Regions from separate parts of the Sus scrofa genome. Here regions 2 and 3 are each linked to region 1. Evidence: chromatin contacts called from public Hi-C and HiChIP or PLAC-seq data. All regions are on one chromosome and are shown on one strand. The core of a region is the stretch at or near the end of the contact, and the rest is flanking DNA. Distances in the headings are between cores, read along the strand shown. Region 1 overlaps NCOA1 (nuclear receptor coactivator 1). Region 2 has its middle 61 kb from the start of ITSN2. Region 3 has its middle 39 kb from the start of ITSN2.

Region 1 (3,056 bases), core at 248-2,747:
TCCGGTGGGCTTTAAAAACCTATTTTTTCAGGAGTTCCTGTTGTGGCTCTGTGGTTAATAAACCTGACTCGTATGCATGAAGATGCGGGTTCAATTCCTGGCCTCTTGCTCAGTCGGTTAAGGATCCGGAGTTGCCATGAGCTGTGGTCTAAGTTGCAGAGGCAGCCCAGATCCTGCATTGCTTTGGCTGTGGTGTAGGTCGGTGGCTATACCTCTGATTCGACCCCCAGCCTGGGAACCTCCATATGCTGCGGGTGTGGCCTAAAATGCAAAACAAACAAACAAACAAACACCTATTTTTCAGAAAAGAAAAAGGCAACATCTTTTGATTAATTTGGAGATTCAAATTAGATGAGATAAAAAAAGACAGAGTTTAAAGAAAAAAACTTTGCATAATTGGTAGAAAGGATTTCAAAATGAATTTTGAGCATTGGTGGTTACAGTGGTGAGCACAGCTGCCTTCCAAAATGAGTTTTGTGACTTCGTAAACTCATCCAGTGATGTATTTTTCCACTTGTATCTACCTTATTTTTGTAAGGTGTCTTTTTCAGCTGATTATTTAAGTCAAATATTAAAATAAACTGAACTTAGAACTATCTCTTCAAATCACTGCATCACCAAGCATTCGACTGAGATTTTTAAAATAATGAAGCACAACCACACTATTCTCATGAAAAATATTGCTAATATTTTAACAAGAACAAAAAGAAATAAAACAATTTTTATTCCACCTGACTGTTGTGTGACTATTTTTCACTTAGTTCATAATGCAAAGAGGAAAGGGAGGTGATTAATAATCTAAAACCCTTAACACTAGACAAATCCTTTGCTAAACTGTTTTGGATTTAGATGAGCGCAGGAAAGCACTCTCATACCTAATTTTTCTTTAAGTCAGAATTAGCTATAAATTTCATAACAGGTGATTAATGTCTTTCAGTTTATGTGACAATATGGATAACTGAGATATAGACATATCAATTTTTTTAAAAAGATCTAAAAATTCCTTTAAATGTTTTTAGCTATTAATCGAATCAATGCAAATACAATTTAACTTTAAAGAACAGAGCCTTAACTGTGGCACAATGGGAGCAATGGCATCTCTGCAAGTGCTAGGAAGCAGGTTCAATCCCTGTCCCAGTAGAGTGGGTCAAGGATCCGTTTGAGGATCTGTTGTGACTGCAGCTGTGGCTCAGATCTGACCCCTGGCCCAGGAACTCCTTATGATGTGGGGGGAGGGGGCAAAAAAAAAAAAGCGAACAGTTTAGGTATAACAAAGTGTCATAGTTCAGAGTAAGAAATAGAATTGACATAGAAAGGCCAGTAAAAAACCTGGCCATGTCATGGTGAACCAGTTCCAAGGACCCTATCACCCAGCTTCTTAAGCACTACCTTCTTGTTTTCATCTGGTTTTCAGGGTGTCCTTCTGGCTCCTTGCTCTCTGGCTCCTAGTGACCCTGTCTACTCTCAGAGCCATGTTAGCCTCTCCCTTGCTCTCTCCATGTCTGTGTCTGGCTATCTCTCGAAGTTACCTATTGTCTGAGGAGGGGCTGGGAGAGACTGAGACCCACTCCTGGAGATTGGCCAGCAGTGGGCACAGGGCTGGTATGCAAACTTTGAGCACCAGGAGGCCCAGGGATTTACCTGGATTACTTGGTGCAATTATTTTTAGGGCATTCGTGAAATCCAAAGAACTTAAAAGTTCTTCACTGCAGTAGGCCTGGAGTCCCTGCAATCTCCTGTTTCCAGAGACTTTCTGGGACTTCTCCAAGTTCTCCCATTGACTGCACCTGACCTCACTGACAAGCTGGGAAGTTATTCTAGTAACTGGCCTCTGGAATATGCAGCTGGTCAGCCTTACAGGGAGTGCAGAACTTTCACCAGATCTCTGCTTGGCCTTGGTTACATGGACTCATCGTTTCCTCTGAGAAGTCTGGGGCATCATATTTCTTCTGAGCTTCTCCAGAAAGGGTTGGCTTGGAAAAGAGGTCGACAAAGGCTGTCCCATGGTCACAAGAGTTGTCCTGCTGACCTTCTCCTGAGATGCAGACAGCCTGTCCTTTGCTGGAAATGCCTATTTTGGTTTTTTTTTTTAATTATAAATGAAATATGTACTTAAAATGTTTTAAAATATGAAAATAGAGTAGATAGTATAAGATCTGCCAAAATCTCACCCCCAAGAAATTGGTAACATTTCAGGGAATCCCAGGAGACTATTGCTAGGAAAATACAAACATCTCTAATTTCTAAAAGTATGTCTGATTAATATAACCTGCTAATACTTATTCTACAAGTTTCCCTCATATGCTGTGCATATAATTAACTTCCAAGTGTGCTGCTGGGAAGGAATCTTTCTGTTTCTCCAAGTCCTGACCGCTGGTCGTATGCTGAACTGCACACAGGAAGTGATAACAAACGCCTCTCCACTCAGCACAGCATCCCCAGTCAGAAGGGTCTTCTCTCCACCCAGGACATTACTCTTTGGAGAAGACCACCTTGGGTCTCAATGCAGGGTTCACACTAGCCAGAGCTTCTCCCAAGGCCCTCGCTTTAAATGACTACACAGGCTTCACTGAGTATCACCTAAGTGTCAGTCAATGGACGAAGGTCTATGAATGAAATATATATTCTCAACAATTTTACCATCTCTGGAGGAGAAAAAGACAAGTACATGTGGTCACATTATAGCACAACAGAGGAATTCCTAAAGGTTAAGCACAGAATGAAGCACCCAAATCGGCAAAGTTGCCCATCTGGTTGTTGTTGTTGCTCCAAAAATGGTTGTTGTAGTAAAGGTTTCCTGGGAAAAGGCCACACGATACCTGAGCCAAGGCTTGAAGGACACAGAGCAGTAAATCAGGTGGATGAGGGGTAGAAAGGACATTCAAAACAGAGGAAACAGCTCAGAGGTTAAAAAAAAAAAAAGAAAAGAAATCTTGTATGTACTTGTCCTGTGTTATACTTAATAACAAAGTTTTTTGGTTTTTGTGGGTTTTTTTGTTTTTGTTTTTGTTTTGAAAAGGCTTCAGGGAAAAGCAACTAACAAAACAAAAACAAAA
Region 2 (3,047 bases), core at 424-2,923, 230 kb after region 1:
AATGTATTGTAACAGACTGACTGCAGAAGCAGATATTACTTTCATTAAGCCGGGCATTAGAACGATTTGCAAAAATGCAAAACAATGACCTTCTCACTAATTTTTTTCGCTTGATAAAACATACTTTTTTAAAATTAAAACATGTTATTTATGTTAAATGTAATGAATTTATTGTTGTTTTAGGTAATTTAGTGAATAAATACTTTTTGATTTCTCAGGGTTTTTTTTTTTTTTTTTTTTTTTTTTTTTGTCTTTTTTGCTATTTCTTGGGCCGCCCCTGTGGCATATGGAGGTTCCCAGGCTAGGGGTCGAATCGGAGCCATAGCCACCGGCCTACGCCAGAGCCACAGCAACGCGGGATCCGAGCCGCGTCTGCAACCTACACCAGAACTCACGGCAACGCCGGATCGTTAACCCACTGAGCAAGGGCAGGGACCGAACCCGCAACCTCATGGTTCCTAGTCGGATTCGTTAACCACTGCGCCACGACGGGAACTCCTGATTTCTCAGTTTTAATTTCACATATCATACACATCAATAGACATAATCTAAACAAACAAAAGCTTTTTGGAGTCCTTGATAATTTTAACAATGTAAAAGAACTTTGAGAGCAAAACTTTGAAACTACTGCCCTAAAGAAAAAAAAAAAAATCTCCCTATGTTCCCCAAGAGACACGTGCAAGGTTATTTGCTGCAGCCATGTTTGTGATTTAAAAACATTTTTCTTGGGTGTGCTCCCTGGTGGCCTAGTGGTTAAGGAGTCAGTGCTGTCACCACTGTGGCATGGGTTCAGTCCCTGGCCTGGGAACTTTCACATGCCGTGGGTATGGCCCCCTGAAATTTTTTTTTATTAAAGTCTATCAATAAGGGAATAAACAGATTTCTATATAGTCATATAATAACATCTCTCTCTGAAATTAAAACGAAGTAGATTTACATGTACTAACGTAGATGATTTTGAAACATGTTGAAATTTTTAAATGTTGCAAAAGCAGAGGTACAGAGTGATAAACCATTTACATACATTTCAAAAACAGAGAGAAGGCTACTATTGCTTACGGCTATATCCCATTCGTAGAAAGAATATTCACCCTTGGAGGTGGATACACAGGAAGATACATACCAACCTTGGGATGCCAGTGGTGAGTGGAGCCAGAGAAAGCAGGGAAGATTCAAATGTGTATGTAAATTGTTCAGAAAAAGATGTGAATAAATACGGCACAAAGTTAGCATTTGCTACTTCGGGGCCATTGGTATTGTTCTGCACATTTCTGCTCATTTGAAACATTCCTCTGTTGAAATATACTTATTTTTAAAGGCCTCTGTGCATTTGCCTTCAGTTAGCAAAGAAAAATTCAACTGGCTGGTTCCCAGGGGAATACATTTCCTCCATCCGGGGCGGGACAGCCAGCTGCCCTGTTTTGCTGGCTGCTTATTGACCCTAATAGATGGCTTGGGATCTTCGAAGGGTAATGTCTTTTCTGTGTGCAAAGCTCTTGATCCTGGGTTCTCGGTCATAGCTGCAAAGGAAATTCTCCCTCAGATTTCTTACAGAACTCCTGCAGCTGTCAGGCAGGGCAAGAAGCCAGCATACCCAGAGAACAACTCGAGCAGCATCAGCACAGTTCCCGCTTGGGGCAGGACTCCCAGCACAAAGTATCCTGTTCCTTTTCCTTTTCCTTCTGAAGCCAGAGAGCAAGCCTTTGATTCATGTGGCGATGATATCATGTAGCCTGCTGGGTGTAGCTGGGCTCTAGGCGTGCATCTGGAAGGCACCTAATCCCCCTAGCACTCCCTGGAGCCTCCTGAGCCCCACTGGATAATTTCATGGTAGAGCTGAGATGACATTTTTACCTTTAAATTCATCCATTCAGCCCAGAGGCCACTTAGCTTCCCTGAATTTTTATTAAGAATACCCTCAGCAATAATTTTCAGACTTCATAGCCTCTGATAAAGAGGAAAGAGCTTGATATTCCGGTTTTGTTTCTGTTTGAAGAGTGTATCCCCAAAGGAATAGTATGTGTCCCAGATTCAACACAGCTGTTAATTAGAGCTGAGAACACTTGGTTGACCCCTGTGCGGCTAATTGCTAGAATTGAGAAGCGTCTCTAAGGGCCTCATATGATAACAACTGAAAATTGTACTGAGCATCACCTAACGCTTCTGGAAGCAGTTCAGGATGGGAAGCAATAGGCTCCCTGTGGTTCCAGGCGCAGAAGAGGCAGCTATGTGCTGAAGGAGCAGTATTAAGGATTCTCTTCAGTGATTAAACACCCACATTTCACTTTGGATGTGTGACTTGAGGCCGTGTGCTCGGAAGGTCTCATCAGAGAGCTCAGAAGTGTGCGGCAGAGCACGTGGCCCACTTGGGAGGACTTCAACCATCCTCAGACATCTCACCCCAGTGCTCCTGCCTCCACCACCTCCGGCCGGTGCTGTGGGACAGGGCATGAGACAACGCCTGTGGGGACCCTCAACCAGGTTCTGAGGCGCAGCTGGTGCAATTGGTCTGTTTCCCCATCTTAAAATGACACATCTAGCTCTTACGAGGAGAAACATGTATGGAAATCACCAGTTCCCAGTGGGACACACAAGAGTGGTGACTACCTCTCCTCCCCCGTTTGCTCTGTGGGCAGAGAAGACAGTGGAAATAACCAGAAACAGAAAGGAAGGCTGGCAGATAGAGAGGGCAAGAGCTGGGCCTGGTGGGAAAGAAGAGGAGATAACAGAGGCCAGAAAAGTAACGGGCAAGGTCAGAAAGATCGGGCAGGGGCGGTGAGGACATGGTTAGAGAGAAGTGGGGCGGCGAGGAGGAGGCCAGGGTGGAAGAGGAACACTGGAGAGACAGAAGAGAGCTGGATCCTTCTTCCCCAGGTCCAGGGAGTAAAATCCGCAGAGCTGACCATGTTTTGGCCTTCTCAGCCAAGAGGCCCAGAGCAGACCCCAGCTACTTTAGTGCTCTGGCTGACTCTACTCCCTCAGCCTGGCCCCGGGAATGTCGCCTGGAGCCAGCAGTGTAAGGAGAGACGTGTGATCCCTTTTCCAGG
Region 3 (3,373 bases), core at 382-2,881, 250 kb after region 1:
ACACAACAGAGGTGCCTGCGATGAAGGTAACCTTTAGGCGCAACCATTGCGTCCTTGGCCACCGTAAAAAATCTGCCTTACGTTTCACTCGTGCCTGAAAATGAACTGGGTCTGTTTTTAGGGATTGCTCTAGGTAGACAAACTGGCTTGACACTGCCCTACAACCATGGTGGCCAATTACAGAAAGTTTCTTACCCTTTGACAAGGATGTGGACCTCTGGGGTGGAGAACGAAAAAGGCCACCCTGCAGAAGGCTAGAGCACTGATTTAGCAACAAAACTTTTCTGAAGAGAACAGTTTCTGCACGGTGATCTCCATCTCCGGACACAAACAGCTCTCAGCCAAGCACAGCGACTGTGGTCACATGGCCAGGTCAGCCTGCTGTGCTATCTCCCAGGATGGTGCTGTTTGAGCAAAAGAAACAGCCAGAGAAATGCAAGCACCACAATGTAACATCACCACTTTTATAATTACAGGCTTATGTGTACCAGTAATTTATCAATATTTCTAAATATCTTCAAGGCTATTTTATTGTATGATAATAAGAAATAATTTATATTCGGAGTTCCCATCGTGGCTCAGTGGTTAACAAATACAACTAGGAACCATGACACTGCAAGTTTGATCCCTGGCCTCGCTCAGTAGGTTAAGGATCCGGGGTTGCCATGAGCTGTGGTGTAGATTGCAGACACGGCTCAGATCCTGCGTTGCTGTGGCTCTGGCGTAGCCTGGCAGCAATAGCTCCGATTAGACCCCCCAGCCTGGGAACCTCCATATGCTGCAGGTGCGGCCCTAGAAAAGACAAAAGAAAGAAAGAGAAAGAGAGAGAGAGAGAAGGAAGGAAGGAAGGAAGGAAAGAAAAAAAGAAAGAAGGAAAGAAAGAAACTTATATTCAAAAAGTAAACAAATGTGCTCAGCTTTGAGGAAACTGTCTCCAGAGCACATCACCATCATAATGATTGCACCATATTAAGTATGCAAAAAGGAGAAACTAATTTAAACTCTTTTCTATATTGTATTGTATGATGATGGGCTATTGTTATTTGGAAAAAAGAGTAAAAATATTGGGCATAATAAGTTACAAGTGTATTTACTCCCTTTCAAGTATTTTCCATGTTAATTTTTATGACATGTTTAGTATCTGAGAATATATCTTGGCCATAAGAGATTCTGAACCTTTGTATAAATTAGATCTCTTTTAATAGAAGGAAGAAAAGACCTGATCCAAACACTGGCGTAAAGAAAACAGGAACTTACTTGATTATGTAACTGAACAGTCCAGGAATAGGGCTTGCTGCTCTGCTGCTGTCTTGGATTGAAGGCTTAAAAGCATCACCAGGGTGCCTCTCTCTGTTACAGCTCTGTTCTCAGACTGGTTCCCATTCAAGGGGTCAAGATGGCTACAGCCACTTTGGCTCTTACATTAAAGGTAAAATTCTAGCGGGACAGGGAATGAATCTCTCTTCAAGAAGTCCCAGCAAGGTATCATTACTTCTCATTGATTCTGAATCAGTCTGGCCAAAGGAATGCAACATTTGGATTGATTTAGGTCACAAGTTCTGTGCCTGAGACAGAGCTGAAGCCCCAGGCAAAGCAGCCACACTGGGGAGGCAGGGATTTCCACAGATGGGAATAAGAGTAGAATTACCAGCAGAAGGTGGCTGTGTGGTGGGCAGAGAAGAGAACAGCTGTCAGCAAACAGCTGTAGCCTGAGATAATTGGTGTGCAGTGGAAATCTAGTAGGAATGAGGATCTCAAGAAAGAGGCACACTGAAAGAAAGAGGGTGAAAAATAGATGTTTACAGCCATCACTTGACATTAATAGTTTAAAAAGTCAACATTTCTGGACTTATGCAGTTTCAAAAAGAAAGAATAATTCATGTTCCTAGGCTTAATATGCAACTTCAAAAAGCAGGAATAATTGCTTTATTATTCAAAACTGAAAAAAAAAGTCATAAAATGAGCTCTGAGAAGAAAATTTTATCCTGAGAATTACTGAAAATATAAGATTACTCTCATCCAAAAGCATATCAGAAGTAAAAGACAGTGCTGGGAATCAGCTACTGTCAGTTCTAGATGGAATGTCTAATTTGAAAGTGATTTATTCTTCTCCGTGTGAGGCTCCTGTAAAATATGGAAATTGGAGGTGATTCATACAACTCATGCAGTGGTGAGATAAGAGCTAGAGCCAGAAGTTTGGGTTATAAGCAGAATGACTTTTTAAAAGTTTTACAGTCAGTTTCTGTATGCAAGTATTTAATGGCAACAAATGTAGTCCAAGAATTTTTCTAAGTCACTGCAGAAAATTAATAATTATCGGGGGAAGAAAAACATTTTACTAGTTTCTGAAGAGGCATTGTCCTGCCTTTGGCACAGGGCCGGGTGGATTTAGCGTGTATAATTTCTCTTGAGCTCCTCTGGCAAGGGCTATTAGTAGCCTACCCAACAGCTATTGCCTACTTCTTTCTTGCTTAAAAAAATAATTACATAAAATAAAAGCTCTATTGCAACTGGGCAATGATGTGGCCAGCTTCAGGGCCCGAGCAAATCACGTCATTCTCATTTCCCTTTTGTCAGTGTAGCGATGGGCATGTGGTCAAGTTAGAGCCCAAGATGTATGCCAGGAGCCTCAATATTTCTCCCTGCTTAGGGAGACAAGAGAAAGAAAGAAAGCCCTTTTGCTCACCACCTTCCTCCCTGCTGAGGATATAATGTTTAGAGCAGTTTCGCCATCTGGTGGCGAGAATGGTCAGGACATGCGCACAGCCTTTGTGCCTGTGCCCAGCACCCAGTCATCACCTGCTTTCACACGTTTTGTGAAGTGGCATATTATGGCTCACGTCATTTGAGTACTTTTAGCCAAAGCCATTCCTAAATGATATAGCTCCTCCTCAAATTTCTGGCTTGTAACTGCCATGCTAGTACCACATAGCTAAATTGGCTTCACAAAGCCTAAAAACAAAGGACTAACCTTCCCAACTTCCTTCTTGAAAGAACCACTATTTCTTAAACTGTCCCATTTATTTAAGTTTGATCTAGGATTCTCCTCCAAAAAAACAAAATTCAAGCCATACTCTTTTTATCATTTCCTTTTGAAATCCACTAAATACACTTATTAGTAAGATAACATTGCCTTTGCAGCTGACGCCTGTCCTCTTGTTTCAAACATGACAAGTAAACTTTGGGAAGGAAAGTGGGTAAGGAAGAATCCTCCCTAAAGCCATACTAGACATGATTGACCTCAGTCCAAACAGAATGACAGGACTTCACAAAGAAAATTTAAGTAACAGATGGAATTGGACTAGATGATCTTAAAGGTTCCTCTCAGCTCTGATTCAAGGATCATATATTCTAAGATCTCAAATCTTAAAAC

What was found. Hi-C and Micro-C count contacts between places; a contact is called where the count stands out from the background. HiChIP or PLAC-seq counts read pairs in DNA pulled down with a chosen protein or histone mark.
Region 2: an H3K27ac HiChIP or PLAC-seq map of skeletal muscle shows a contact between it and region 1. The contact joins two enhancer-like sites. A contact is called at or near these places in 2 of 47 Hi-C or Micro-C datasets (fetal skeletal muscle and skeletal muscle) and 1 of 2 datasets of contacts at active chromatin or transcription factors (skeletal muscle).
Region 3: a contact with region 1 is called in a Hi-C map of skeletal muscle, with 5 times the contacts expected there. The contact joins two enhancer-like sites. A contact is called at or near these places in 4 of 47 Hi-C or Micro-C datasets (embryonic fibroblasts, epiblast stem cells, fetal skeletal muscle and 1 more) and 2 of 2 datasets of contacts at active chromatin or transcription factors (alveolar macrophages and skeletal muscle).

What each region holds. Positions count from the first base shown.
Region 1 is chr3:114,074,889-114,077,944 of Sscrofa11.1, forward strand. The region is part of intron 3 of NCOA1 (nuclear receptor coactivator 1); the gene reads right to left. Among named protein-coding and RNA genes, the nearest start is that of NCOA1, 23 kb to the right of the region's middle. Within about 2 kb of position 1,498, at least 1 of the 83 cell types and tissues checked has an H3K27ac peak or open chromatin away from gene starts, as enhancers often do. A contact at or near this core is called in skeletal muscle, where this site is marked.
Region 2 is chr3:114,300,363-114,303,409 of Sscrofa11.1, forward strand. No RefSeq gene overlaps it. Among named protein-coding and RNA genes, the nearest start is that of ITSN2, 61 kb to the right of the region's middle. Within about 2 kb of position 1,674, at least 14 of the 83 cell types and tissues checked have an H3K27ac peak or open chromatin away from gene starts, as enhancers often do. A contact at or near this core is called in skeletal muscle, where this site is marked.
Region 3 is chr3:114,322,375-114,325,747 of Sscrofa11.1, forward strand. No RefSeq gene overlaps it. Among named protein-coding and RNA genes, the nearest start is that of ITSN2, 39 kb to the right of the region's middle. Within about 2 kb of position 1,632, at least 12 of the 83 cell types and tissues checked have an H3K27ac peak or open chromatin away from gene starts, as enhancers often do. A contact at or near this core is called in skeletal muscle, where this site is marked.